Linked DNA regions of Oryzias latipes: region 1 is linked to region 2. Evidence: chromatin contacts called from public Hi-C data. All regions are on one chromosome and are shown on one strand. The core of a region is the stretch at or near the end of the contact, and the rest is flanking DNA. Distances in the headings are between cores, read along the strand shown. Region 1 overlaps LOC105358401 (regulator of G-protein signaling 3-like). Region 2 holds the start of LOC101172596 (zinc finger protein 618).

Evidence for each region. A called contact is a pair of places that touch in the nucleus more often than the background predicts.
Region 1: a contact with region 2 is called in a Hi-C map of embryo, with 2.3 times the contacts expected there. The contact joins the enhancer-like site here to the promoter of LOC101172596 in region 2. A contact is called at or near these places in 5 of 5 Hi-C or Micro-C datasets (embryo, fibroblasts and gastrula embryo).

What each region holds. Positions count from the first base shown.
Region 1 is chr12:11,914,048-11,920,590 of ASM223467v1, forward strand. LOC105358401 (regulator of G-protein signaling 3-like) reads right to left here. Exons shown (of 20, transcript XM_023960529.1): 17 at 5,156-5,257; 18 at 4,213-4,274; 19 at 3,212-3,378; 20 at 1,199-3,121. The coding sequence ends at 2,921. Among protein-coding and RNA genes, the nearest start is that of LOC101172596, 52 kb to the left of the region's middle. Within about 2 kb of position 4,539, at least 6 of the 8 cell types and tissues checked have an H3K27ac peak or open chromatin away from gene starts, as enhancers often do. A contact at or near this core is called in embryo and gastrula embryo, where this site is marked.
Region 2 is chr12:11,860,930-11,866,937 of ASM223467v1, forward strand. LOC101172596 (zinc finger protein 618) reads right to left here and starts at 4,721. Exons shown (of 13, transcript XM_023960535.1): 1 at 4,322-4,721.

The sequences.
Region 1 (6,543 bases), core at 3,289-5,788, 53 kb after region 2:
GTAGAGCAAGAATTGTAATTCTGACAAATAAAATTACTGAGTAATAGCTGTTTATTTCTCTAAAGAAGCACATATGTTTTGGTTTCTTGAAGCCAGCAGGTATTTCCTATTAGGAACGCGAGGGGGAGGGGCCACTCAGTCCAGTTCCCATATACACAGTCAATGCTCCTGATTCACAACGATTTGAATAAAGAAATACTCAGAAACATTATTGTTGATCTTAATAGTCTTTATGTAGTTTCTCAAAAATTGTCTTTATGTCTTCAGAGTAAGGTTAAGGTGTGGTCTGTGTTTCTTTGTCTGTCAGGAATTTGCCAGTTTGTTGTCTCTGCATTGTCATGTAATTTTAACCGAGCCTTAGCTCTGGGCCATGTGGTCTCAAATTACCTTAACACTGTAGAATACCGAGAGTCATAGCTGTCTAAAGTGTGTTGAATTTTTAAGTCATTGAATCTTAACAAACCTACAGTAACATAGAGATGGGACTTTTGTCACATATTTTGAACTAATTATTGATGTTTTGGGGACTTGAACTTAAGATATGGCCATGAGTTGCATTTAAATCTTCCATGTAGAGACTTAGGTTCTGATTATATGAGAACTTAGATCTAAAAACAACGTTTATCTAATTTCAAACTTTTTTTTTTTTTTTCCCAATGTCAAATAGGGTATTGAGCAAACCATTTCTGTTTCCTTATTTTCTTGTTATGGCACCCAAAAACAACAAATGCATAAAAGCATGCCGCCTTTGGTCCTTTAAAACCTAAAGTTAACTTTAAATATAAAATGTTGTTTAACCAGGACTTGAGGAAAAGTACTCATGCGCATGATACTCCCATGCTTCTGGAAATATGTTCCCCTGAAGGTGCCGGTCTTTAGAAATTATTACTAAGTTGTTCAAAATATATAATTTTTTTGATTTACTTTTTTCCTAAATCTTTACAGATTTGGTATGGGTACATTGACATTTTCATGGCACAATTCTTCATTTTTCTTTTTTTTTATCCAATAACATAAATGTAACTTATTGTAATGAAGAGTTAAGGGATTCTCTGTGATGACATCTAGATGGAACAAAGAAAAGGCAAAGATGTAGTTTTTCACATAAAATCCAATTATAAGTTGTTTTAAACAAAATTATGCATTTTTATTGCTGAACAGCCACATTTTTCCACAGACAAATCAAGACACCACACAGTTTTTTTTATCAGTCTGTTGGTTTATTTATTGTTAGCAATGACACCAAATGTATTCTACGGTTTTCACTTGCTATCATAGAAGATGCAGTTGGAATTGTAAACAGTGAAAATGAGAGAATGTATTTCAGAAAAACCCCTTACAAGCAGTGTATGACCAGGAAAAAGAGCGGATTGTGTCTGCTCTTGCTCATCTATTGTTTAAATTCCTTTACGTGTCATCTTATAAGTTTTGCATCTTTCATATTTACATAGATACAGCTGGGCCCCATACGTCACCAGCTGAGACCTTTTTTTTTTCTATGATGTGGCATCACAAATTTTCTTAAAGAATTATATTTACAACCATAATGTCCCCAGCTGCCTGCTGCCAGGGTTTAACACAGTTAATCACTTGCTTAAAACTACTGATACTTCTTGAAAGTCAGCCTTATAGCTCTAAAGTATTTTTGTCTTAACAATTAAAAAGTAAAACAAAGCTCAAGCCGTTCCGTCTTCCAAGTTATAAATTCAAATTTATCCAAAAAAAAAAAAAACAACTTAAGAATAAAACATGAAGTTTAAAAAAAATATTGCACTTAAAGTTCAGGACAGCTTTGGACCTGTTTGGTGGTTAAGAGGGGAAGTGAGAGCTGTTAGCTGAGTGCTTTGGAGGTCGTGAAGGTGTCTGTAGAAGTATCCAGCAAGTTAATCTAAATAAATAGGCTAACGTTTTGTACATGAAGCATTTTCTTTGTTCTATGACTAGTAACCTCTTGTGCATCCCCTTGAAGAACAAGGGAAACCCTAAAAAAGACGAAGAAAACAAAAAGTAAAGATGATTAACGTGTTAAAGCAGTGTCCTGAGAATGTTTCCTCATTAGTCGAGAGAGAGCTACAATGTTAAAGGACAAATCCTTTTTCCGTTCATTGTTGTTCTTTGCAGGCAAGAAACAGGTTGCCGTTCTTTTTCTTTCGCATCTTCAAATGTGAGACAGTCTGAGTCCTCATCCCTGCCTCTAAACTTGAAACCAGGCTTCCTACAAACTTTCAATGGATGCAGAGATTTGAAAGAAAGTCAAAGGTGGCTGTCATCTGCGAAAAAAAACCTTGTGTTCGCCATCCATCGAAGCTTTGCAGCTGGGACAAAAGGGCGGACTAAAAATGGTCGTACCAACAACTTTGGAGGTGCTTCACAGAGAGGGGGAAAGGTGGCGGAGGAGAGGAAGGGAGCAAAGAAGGAAAAAAGTGACAAAACAGTACCGGACTGTCTTCACGTTGTTGCAGCCCCTCCTTTTTTGCAGTAGAACTGGTTAAAAACAAACTTTCTTTCTTTTTTTTTTAACCTTACTCATATAAAAAAAAAGAAAACAAAGAACAGTGATCAGACAAGCGTCCAGCTCCTGCTGCAGGCCTTACTCCTGGGCTTCTGTAATTGAAGTAACATCCATCCATTCATCAATCCTTTCAATAACTGTGTAAACTACATTCCTTTGCAGTGCCATAGCTTCCATAGCTTTGCTGCGTCCTCACAAACGACAACAATAAAAAACAAAAAAACATATCAGGATTACACACTCACACATGCACGCACAATAATAATAATAATAATAATAATAATAATAATGATAAAAAAAGGAAAAGGCAAAAAAGCTCACATCCCACCCACTCCATGAATTTTTTTTCAAGTCTGCCCCTTTGTTTTGCTTTCACCAACACTCTATTTCCTCGTGTTCCTTGTCTTTTTACGATGAAGACGAAGTGGAAGTGGCACTGGGCTTCTTTTGGTTAATTAAGTCCGAGTAAAGTTCTGAGCGCAGGAAACGGGGGTATGAGTCCTTCTCCATCAGCCCGTATATCCGCCTCTGCGCTAGTTCAAAGCAGGAACGCGTCACATTCTGCAGGTTGTCTTTAGTGTGATCTCTTGTGTAGGAGTCCAGATTCACCTGCAGAGGGAAATAGGAAACCAGGTTTTACTTCTTTTTTTTGTTTCCCCCAACATCAAAGGAAAATGAGCTGTGTTCGCCCACTCTTACCTCTTTACAAGACTGGATAGCAATGTATTCTGCAAAGATTTTCTTGGCTTTTGAGGCCATCTTGGACTGTGACTTGATCTTCTTGTATTCCTCACATGCTAGCCAGAATTCCAGATTTTCCTCGCTGAACTCTGTGCGCAGGAAAGCTCTAAAGGCTGCCAGGCCATCTGAAACGAAAGAGGAGAATAAACAAAGGGGAGAGTTGAGTGAAGTGCCATAGCAACCTCACAGTTGAAGCCCTCCTTGGCTTAAAATAGCTCTGTGGTTGCCTTTTGAGTCATGTGGGAAGCAAAAAAAAAAGAAAGACGAGGCTTATCAAAGTCTAATACACTCCTTTTGTGACATCACCCAGTGACTCCAAATTTCCTTAATGTTCAGAGTAACGGCTGCTCTATCACTTAACAAAAGGGCGATTGTTTTCACGAGGGGATTGACTTAGTGACTAACTTTAGCACCTTGGGCTCTTTCAACTTTCTGTCCAGTCAATGATTAAAGGAAGAGTGCATCCAGAGTAAAGAATTGCCGGAAGCCATGCCCACACAAGGCTCCTGTCTGCACCTTTCCGTTCCCATGAATCACCCACGCTGAAACAGCAGAGCCCTGTGGCCGTCATCTCTTACCTCACTCTGATATAGATACAAAAAAAAAAACAGGAGTGAGGTAAGAGGTGCAGGAAAGGAAATGAGAAAACAGGGAGCAAAGCGGTCAAGGAGGCTGAATAAGAAACAGATGTGGCGCTGGATCTGTATCCCCGTTTTTTTTTTTTTGTTCTTAAAATTGGAATCTGGATGGATTTGAAAATACACTCAGAAGCCACACAATTACAGCTTCACCCTGTCCTCCAGACTTTGTGAGGATTATGGAAATGTGCCTACTTACAACATGTGCAATCCCTGTTACTACAGCTTCTGTGTTCCAACCTTCCATCTCTATATTTTTTTCTTCTTTTTTTTTTAAAAGATGATCAAAAAAAAAGGATGGATTAAATCAAAGAAACTTACATTTGTGTGCCAGCAGTTTGTCAAGTGAGTCTCCCCATTTTAGTGCTTCCTCTGGGGTGGGCCTGCAGATGAAAGCAGAGCGGTTCTTCAACAAGCCCATTTCAGCCAGGTTTTTCATTGTGTGACCCATTCGCAGGACTTGGTCTATGCCTAGCAGATGAGTGGAAATCTGGAAGTAGAGGATCCCTCTCTGCTGTTTCCCTCCACTACTGCCAGACACACTCAGCTCTGCCTCATGAATGACTGGCAGAGCACTGAGTCCTTCTGCTTCTGTCTGATGGGGGGATTGGTTTTTATTTAGCCCCTCAATGTGAATTGGAAGGCGGTGGAGGGAGGAGCTTCAGATGCCCAACCAGGATGTGGTGGGCGGTCTTGGGACCTCCCACCACCACCAGTGAGTGTCTGTCTGGCGCCTCCTGTTCCTATAATGAACAGCTTTAACCTTTTAATCAAACTTTGTAATGTCATTTTTTTCAGTTTTGGTTTTATTGACAATTTGGTATTATTAATATTATTAACATTATATTTTGAAGAGTGAAAAAAGTCAATTCATTTTAAATGCTGTAGTTTTTTTTTCATTTCTCTAAATCACAAAAAAAAATACAAAAATAATGAAATTATTGTTTTTAGCTTATCGTACAAGCACATTTCGATATACATTTAATTTATGAACAGAAATTCGTTTTATCTTTTTCAAAAAGTAGTTTGAAATTCTAAGCATCATTTTGATATATTGACTTTATTTTTTTATAAAGGAATCCATAAAATAGAACCACCTAAAGCGATGAATTCCAACTCAACCCATCAGTTTTATAAAAGCTACACAACACACTTCCATCGCTCCATCTGCCCACATCTTCTGTTCTCCAACACAGGTTAGGATCCAAAAAACCATCTCACACTCACGCCCACTTGCACTAACAGCCAGGAAGTGGCGACTTACTTGACTGACTTCATGGATTTGTCTAACTTGTTGGCAGGAGTGCTTCCTGGGGACTCATTCCTCCTTCGCAGGAAAGCCAGCCGGTTCTTCATGTCTTTGGCCCTGAGTAAAGGAACGGCAGACAAAAAGAAAAGCAGGAAGGGGAAAGGGATAGGTAAGCAAAGGGTGGGGAAAGTTTGGGAATGATGGTAAAGAGAGAAAACAAAAAAAGACAGGAAAGAAAAAAGTTAAGACTGGGGATCCAGATTCCAGAAGTGATGCAATCCCAGGAAATTATCTCCAACGAGGTTTTTCAGCACAATAAATCCATATGGAGTGAAACCAATAAATGCCAAAAAAGGGAAATGCAAACATGATTACATTCTAGAGTTTTCCAGAAGTACGAATCAGGCTTTTATCACTATCTTGTCAATCTAATGTCTCTCAGTCTTTCCTGCAGAAGTGTCCCTGGCAGGTTCCTTGGCAGGGACTGAACAAATCTTGCAAAGAAGGAGGGGAGAGACTCAGTCCTCACTCTTCGGTTTCATCACGCCGTCCTCAATGTGCCTACAGAGGTTGCTGAGAGGGAGCTGACCCAGGGCAAAGGCAACATGCTTGTTCCTCCACTCTCCTGCAGCTTCAACTTCAGAATCAGCGTTCAAATTCTCCCTAATCAACCACCTCACCTGTCTCGTGCAGAGCTCTATTGAGCTGTGCTGTATTAAGAGCCACACATTGTAACGCACCAATGATGGGCTCCTCCAGGATCCTGCACATTCCCACAATCCCTAGGTAGGTGTCCTGACTTTTCATGACCTGCAGCACGTGCTGCCTCATTGGGATGTGACCTCACTCAACACCCATTTCCTGAGTCCCTGCTTTTGATTTCCACTGCGGATTGACTGGCCCGCTAATAATGCGGCGCAGCGTTGTGGGCTGGATGGGCCTAATCACTACAACATGTCCCACTGCTAAACCCACGGGCCTCAGGAGAGAATGTACAACCCAAATTAAGAAACAAGCTTTCCAGTTATAGTCACTTATCACTCATCCGTGTATCACAGGAGGCTCAAACTGCAGAATAGCAGAAATATTGCACACCTGCCAAAAAAAAGAAGACAATTCAAGGACTACCTCATGCCAACTCATCCTTGCTTAATTTGAACTGTTATGCCAAAGATAAACTGTTGGAGCTTAAATCTGCATCTGCAAAACTCACTACGGGAACAGAAACCAGTTCTTTTCAAATCTGAATTAGTCAAATGTTCCTTTCTGACAAGCTGGGGGTTTTGGGAACAGAAGTGTTGTCATTTGCATGCATTTCCTAATTTATGTCCTTAAGCCACCAGAGAAGAAGAGCCCAACGTTAATACTCATTTAGAGTTTATTGTAAAATGATGCACTAAGCC
Region 2 (6,008 bases), core at 3,471-5,970:
AAAATGAACAGACACATTAGTTCATAAAGACCAGGTTACATTACTACAATGCATGTTAGAGACACACTGCCCGACTTCCTCTTTTACAGGTTCCCCATTGTGTGTTTTGTCCTTTCTGCATCATTTAATTCCTATCAACAAATCTTGATACATCTATAAAAAAAATAACATTTATTCCATCTGCTACTACTTCGGTTTTTAATTTACCTATTTATGTCTTTTTACTTGTGAGGATTATTGTATCGTCATGGTCTGGCCATGCATCAGACACGCCAATTCCATCTGATCTCTGAAGCTAAACAGGGTCAGGCCCGGTTAGTCCCTGGATTAGAGACCGGACTAACTCGTGCTTTAAATCATCGCAACCATTTTGGGCCATTTTCCAATGTTTACATGGGCTGGTTCCAAGTCCAGGCAAATGCAAAAGCTTGGGTCAAAAAAGTCATCTGCCATAAACCTGAAGTGCAAATCTTAGGGTGAGTCACCATGGCTTGGTTTTCTGTTCCTTTTCAGTTTTTCAAAACTAAAAAAACAACAACATTTTGATGCAAACGGATCATGAAAATAGCCTGAAAATGTACACCACTGGTCTAATAAAAAACAGCAAATTAAAAGCATCACCTCATCCTAAGTGCATGGTGGTTCAGTGGTAGACAAGATTATGTTCTACTCTAATTCCATTATCTCTGTATTTATATATTTATAGCTGGTATTGACTGACAGCTCCTGATTGAGGGTTAAAAATACTTACTGAAAATGAAGCAAAAACATTCCTCGGCAATGTCAAATTTATTGGGCTTTTGTCGCCTTAAAATAAGATTAAACAACAGCAAGGATGCATCGTTTTCTAAATGGAATTTCTTCCCCGGCCGCTCGCTGAAAAAGCAGCCTCTAAATTAATACATAAAAATGTCTTTTGAGGCCTGCGTTGGTCTAATTAAAGCCGAAATGCAAAATCGGCCATCTGGTCTTATGTTCTTTTATAGGCTGAGGCCTGTGATATACTGTAACCTACAGTGCCATAGCAGGAGGAAAATCCAAACCAGATGCACACTTGCTTGATGTTTCTGACAAACACAGGAAAACTCAACCAAATGCACAACCATCCATGATTTATTTGAAAAATGCTGCTGGAAATTGACTATAATGGAGAGCTATATAACTTGGCCAAGGTATGTTTTAAGTAATTTGATGTTATCCACGGCAAGATAAATTATAATTTGCTGAATTGATCTGGAGCTGGGAAAAAAACAGGAGACATAAACATCTATAGATTCTAACCCTGTTTAGAATTTAGCTCTTAGTTGGCACACTTAAAATAATCGGCCTATATTTGGTCGGCCCCTGAATATTTATGTGGTAAATCAATCATTGTGCATTTATTTGAAAATTTCCATTGCGCTGGCAAAACTGGGTAAGCTGCCAGGCAAAAATATAAAATACAAATTTGTTTAAGCTCAGGAAATTGTTCCCACTCTGGAGGGATTAAAAATAGGAATCAGCTAAAACTGTTTAAGGAGGCAGAGGGAGGATGAGGATGGTGGCAGTGGTGGTGGGGGGTTATTTCAATCACTACTTTGATTGCATGTTTGTATTATCCAGAGCAAGAGTCGGCAACCGGGAACAGGAAGCTGACCAAAACCTGTTTCACACTACTGCTTTGGATTTTTCCATTTCTGTAATGAAATGCACATTTCTCACTCCTCTGTAATAAATGTCTTCCAAGATGGTGTATGACCAATGATTTCAAAAAGCAATAATGCAAAGAAATGAATACCCCCTCCACCCCCTCACATCACCCCACTTCTCTTCCTCAAACACATATATATAAACACGCAAGATGCTCTGGAAACGAAAAGAGACAAAAAAAAAAACTGTTGTCTGGTAAAATTCCATCAGCATACACTCAAAACCCCCATAAAAACCTTTTCAATCTATATGTTAATTCCTCAAATTAAATTTTAATAACAAGAGATATTGAAAAGCAGTCTTAAACTATACAAAAATAAATCCTGAAAGATCAGGCTCCCCCCTAAAATTAGAAATTCAGGGCTGCATCCGGGCTGCTGCTAAACCCTTGTAGGCTGGCAGATTAAATTTTTGATGAAAATCAAAATTACACTGCACGCTGACGCAGCCGCAGCAAACCTGGCACTATTGTGATTTATGGATTCATTAAACCCGCGGGAGTCCCCCCCCCTCTCCCCTTTTCACTCAAAGAAATGAGATTTGCTTTGCTGAAAATTTGTGTTTTCAGAAAAGCTACACAGGATCTTCTCCACCTTCACAAATAATAATAATAAAAAAAGAAAAAGCTCCTGTGTATATACCCACTGCATGTAAACAGGCCTAATTTTCATTGCTGCAGCAATTGAACACCCCCTTATGCATTATTCATGAAACCAATAAGGTGCTTTTTTTTTTTTACAAAGAATGAGGCAGAAAAAATATGTGCAGAATGCACAGAATTTTTTTTTAATGCAGCACTCCCAACCCTTGATAAAAAATAAATAAATAAAACATTCCCTTGAGACTAATTTAACTGAAGCCATTTTCAGACAGTTTCCACATGCCACTAAGAAAATAAGAGCACATCAACTGTTCACCTTGACTACGTATCAACCAAAAAAACAAGAACATGGTATTAAATCAAAGTCGTCGCTCGCTACTGAAATGGCAAAACCAACCGGCTGTTCAGCTTTTCATGACAATCAGAGCAGAAACCATTTTTTAAAACCCTTTAATTGTGAAAGCTGCAATCTAATCCTTCTCTGTCCTCTATTTCACATCCTCTTCCAAACTTAGAGATACATGTTTTTTTTTAGCTGAGGCATCATTTACTTTGTTGAAATTAAAAAAAAAACAGCAAAGTAAACAAAATTGGGTCTTTTTTTCCTTCGCTGCAGCTTTTTCCACACTTTTATAACTTCTTACTTGATCCTCAAAGAATTTGAAATCTAAACATTCCCATTACTTGCAAACAGATCCAGCCTATTAAAACGTGTCTACCCCCCCACCCCACCCCACCCCCTATTTTCATTTCTGTTCGCCCAACTTGAAAGTCTTGCATTTTGATTAGACCTATTTTGCGCAAAAGGTCAGAATTTACACTGGGATTTTTGCATACCAACTGCACAATTTTCCACCAGCTCTCTGAATTGAATGAATACAGATTTGAAGGTCAGCATTAAAATTACCCACAGCAAAATGGCCTCTCAGGACCCCCCCCCCTGTACATTAGAAAATAAAAGCAAGCCATGCAAGATGGGAAACTGTTTGCCATCTGCAAGATTAATATAAACAGTATGGTTGTGATTGTTTTTTCTATCCTCAAATTATGCTGAGACAGTTTTCCTCCCTCCAGTGCTGGAAGAAACATTTTTCCCCCCAGATTACTAAATTTCTCTTTACAAAAATAAGCGTTAATGAATATGCATTTATAGAGAAAAAAACTTGTGGATGCATACATACAATGTTAATCTAAAAATGTGTTATATGCTATGCATTTTTAATTATTTATGCAATGTCTTATCTAAAAAAATGTATAATAACTGAACGATCTATTTGGTTATAAAAACTGAATAAACTTGAAAAGTCACATTTTAAAGTTAAAGTAAAATAAAGAAAAATCATGCAGCAATTGCTAAAAATAAGCCTCACAAGTCCTTGCAATTTTTTTTTTAATTTCTCAAAATTACTGCCGACAGGTGGCGCCAAAATCACGGAGATTTTCAAACCCCCTCTCTCCCTCTGTTTCCAAAAATAAAAGTCGCGACATGTATTTTTGATGGATAATAATTGTGGCGCGTTTCTGCTTGATAAGATAGCTAACAGAGAAACGCTAAAAATATCTGAGAGTGCTCGAAAACTAGCAAGAGAAGCAACTCCGGAGCTCTGCTTGAATTTGCTGGAGAAAAAAAAAATTCACAAAAACATGGCTGCAGGAGGTTTTTGTGTTTCAGATTGTTCCTCCCCTCCTCGTCCTTCATGTTACTGGTCCCGGTTGCTACATCGTAATAGGCAACACTTTTATCTGGGTGGCGTGTGTTGAACAAACTCGGTGAATAAACGACAAAGGCAGCAGGTCCACGAAAACTCCATTACTAAAATTCAGCCCAAAATGAAAAAAAGAAAAAAGAAATTTACAGATTCAGGTGGCTTCAAGCATTCAGCTCATTTTAATGGCAGACATTTGAAGAGACTGCCGTTAACCGTGTGAAAAGAACGAAACTTCAAATCCGCAGCTGAAATTTTTTGGACAAATTTTGTTTTTTTTTTTAAAATTAGGGCAGAAAAAAAGAAAAGAGCGGTTTTGACATACCTCCAAAACGATGCAGCTCAGGCGAAACAGACACCCTCTCCTGAAATCCTCCCTCCCCGACCAGAGGTGACTGCACAAAACTGCTTCCTCAAAAATTGTGAATTAGTTATGAGATTCCAAATTATGAAAAAGAATGGGGGGAAAAAAGAAGGTAGCCACTTCCCCCCCTTCGCGACCCGCTACGTTACATTTTAGTAAAGCATAATGGCGCATTAAGTTGTGAATTTTGACGAGATTTAAGGGGTCCGTGCAAGCTATGCGCGCGCGCGCTGCACAGTCTGTTAATGTTGCGGTCCCCTCCTCTGGAAAAATTCGTCCGCCATATACAAGGGCAGATTCATAAATTGCAGCGCCGGCCTGTTTATTAACCCGCATAAAAAAAAGAAAGGGGGGGGAAAAAGAAAAGAAAAGAGAAAAAAGGGAAAAAGTCTCAGAAGGAGACAGAAAATAAAGTGTTGGCCAGCTAAAAAGGCACACGGAGTGATGGAAAAAAATGTGCAGAGGACCACTTTCAATATTTGTTTATGTAACAAAATGGATATTTCCTGATTTGATTAGTATTTAATTTTGCTTGATATACGAACGACTATTGTGTATGTCAGAAAAGCTGTTACAGTTATTTGCTGGTAAAGCAGTAAAAATCAAAAGTGCAGTCTAATTTTGTATCTAGATCAAATAAACAAATGATTAGATGATTCAATTTTTTTCTTGATTCATCAAAATTCCAATTTTTATTCCTCCAGGACTTTGATATATTTGTTGAAATTTTAAACTATTTTTAAACTGCTGTTTTTGAACACTTCTTCTGATGATGTTTTTCCAGGGAGCGTTTTTGGTTGGCCAACAAGTTTGGTTTTCAAAAACACAGAATTAACAATATTGTCGAGAATATTTTGATTTTCTGCCGAAATGTTTTTGGCAACTGTTTATTTTAGCATTTTCTGTCAGAATTATTATAGGGATTGCATTAATTATAACATGCAACACTGTGGAGAGTATTATGTCTACACTGAGTGAAAAAAATAATATTTCTGTTTTAACTTTCAGGCCATTTTCTCTTTTTTTGTTCTATATTCTCATTTTATTTAATGTTTTAATGGTAAGGCAAATCTTTAGTTGTTTTGTGATGACAAAAACAATAATAATAGGGATTTATAAGTCAACTACTGTTTACCCTCAGCACATAATAGTACACTTTAAGTTTATGTTATTAAGTATACTTGAGTTTAAGTATAAGTATAGCAAGTATATCATAGACCATGTAGATTTACCATAGGAAGAATACTAACTAACTGTATGCTTCGTCAGACTAAATTGGATTACTTTAAGTTTACAAAATAGCCTATAGATATAACTTCTAGTGCACTGCCATACCTTTAGTACAGACTAGGAATACTTGTGGAACACTTAGATTGACTACTTTTTGCTAAGGGTTAAGAACATATTTGTCCATTTACCCTACTTGTCCCTACTTTTTGTCTTCCTTAGAGATCTAAAATTAATTGTAGTGTTTAGTTATTTTATGAGTATCCTGCATTTTGTGTTCATTTGTTTGTTTGTTTGTTTTTCCGTGCAGGAAAAATACGAAAAATCCAATTATACTTTAAGTTTTACTTTTGTTTTGTAGTTTTTTTGTAGATGTGTGAATCTCAGGACAATTTTACAAATGCTGTTTTTAAGTGCTCTG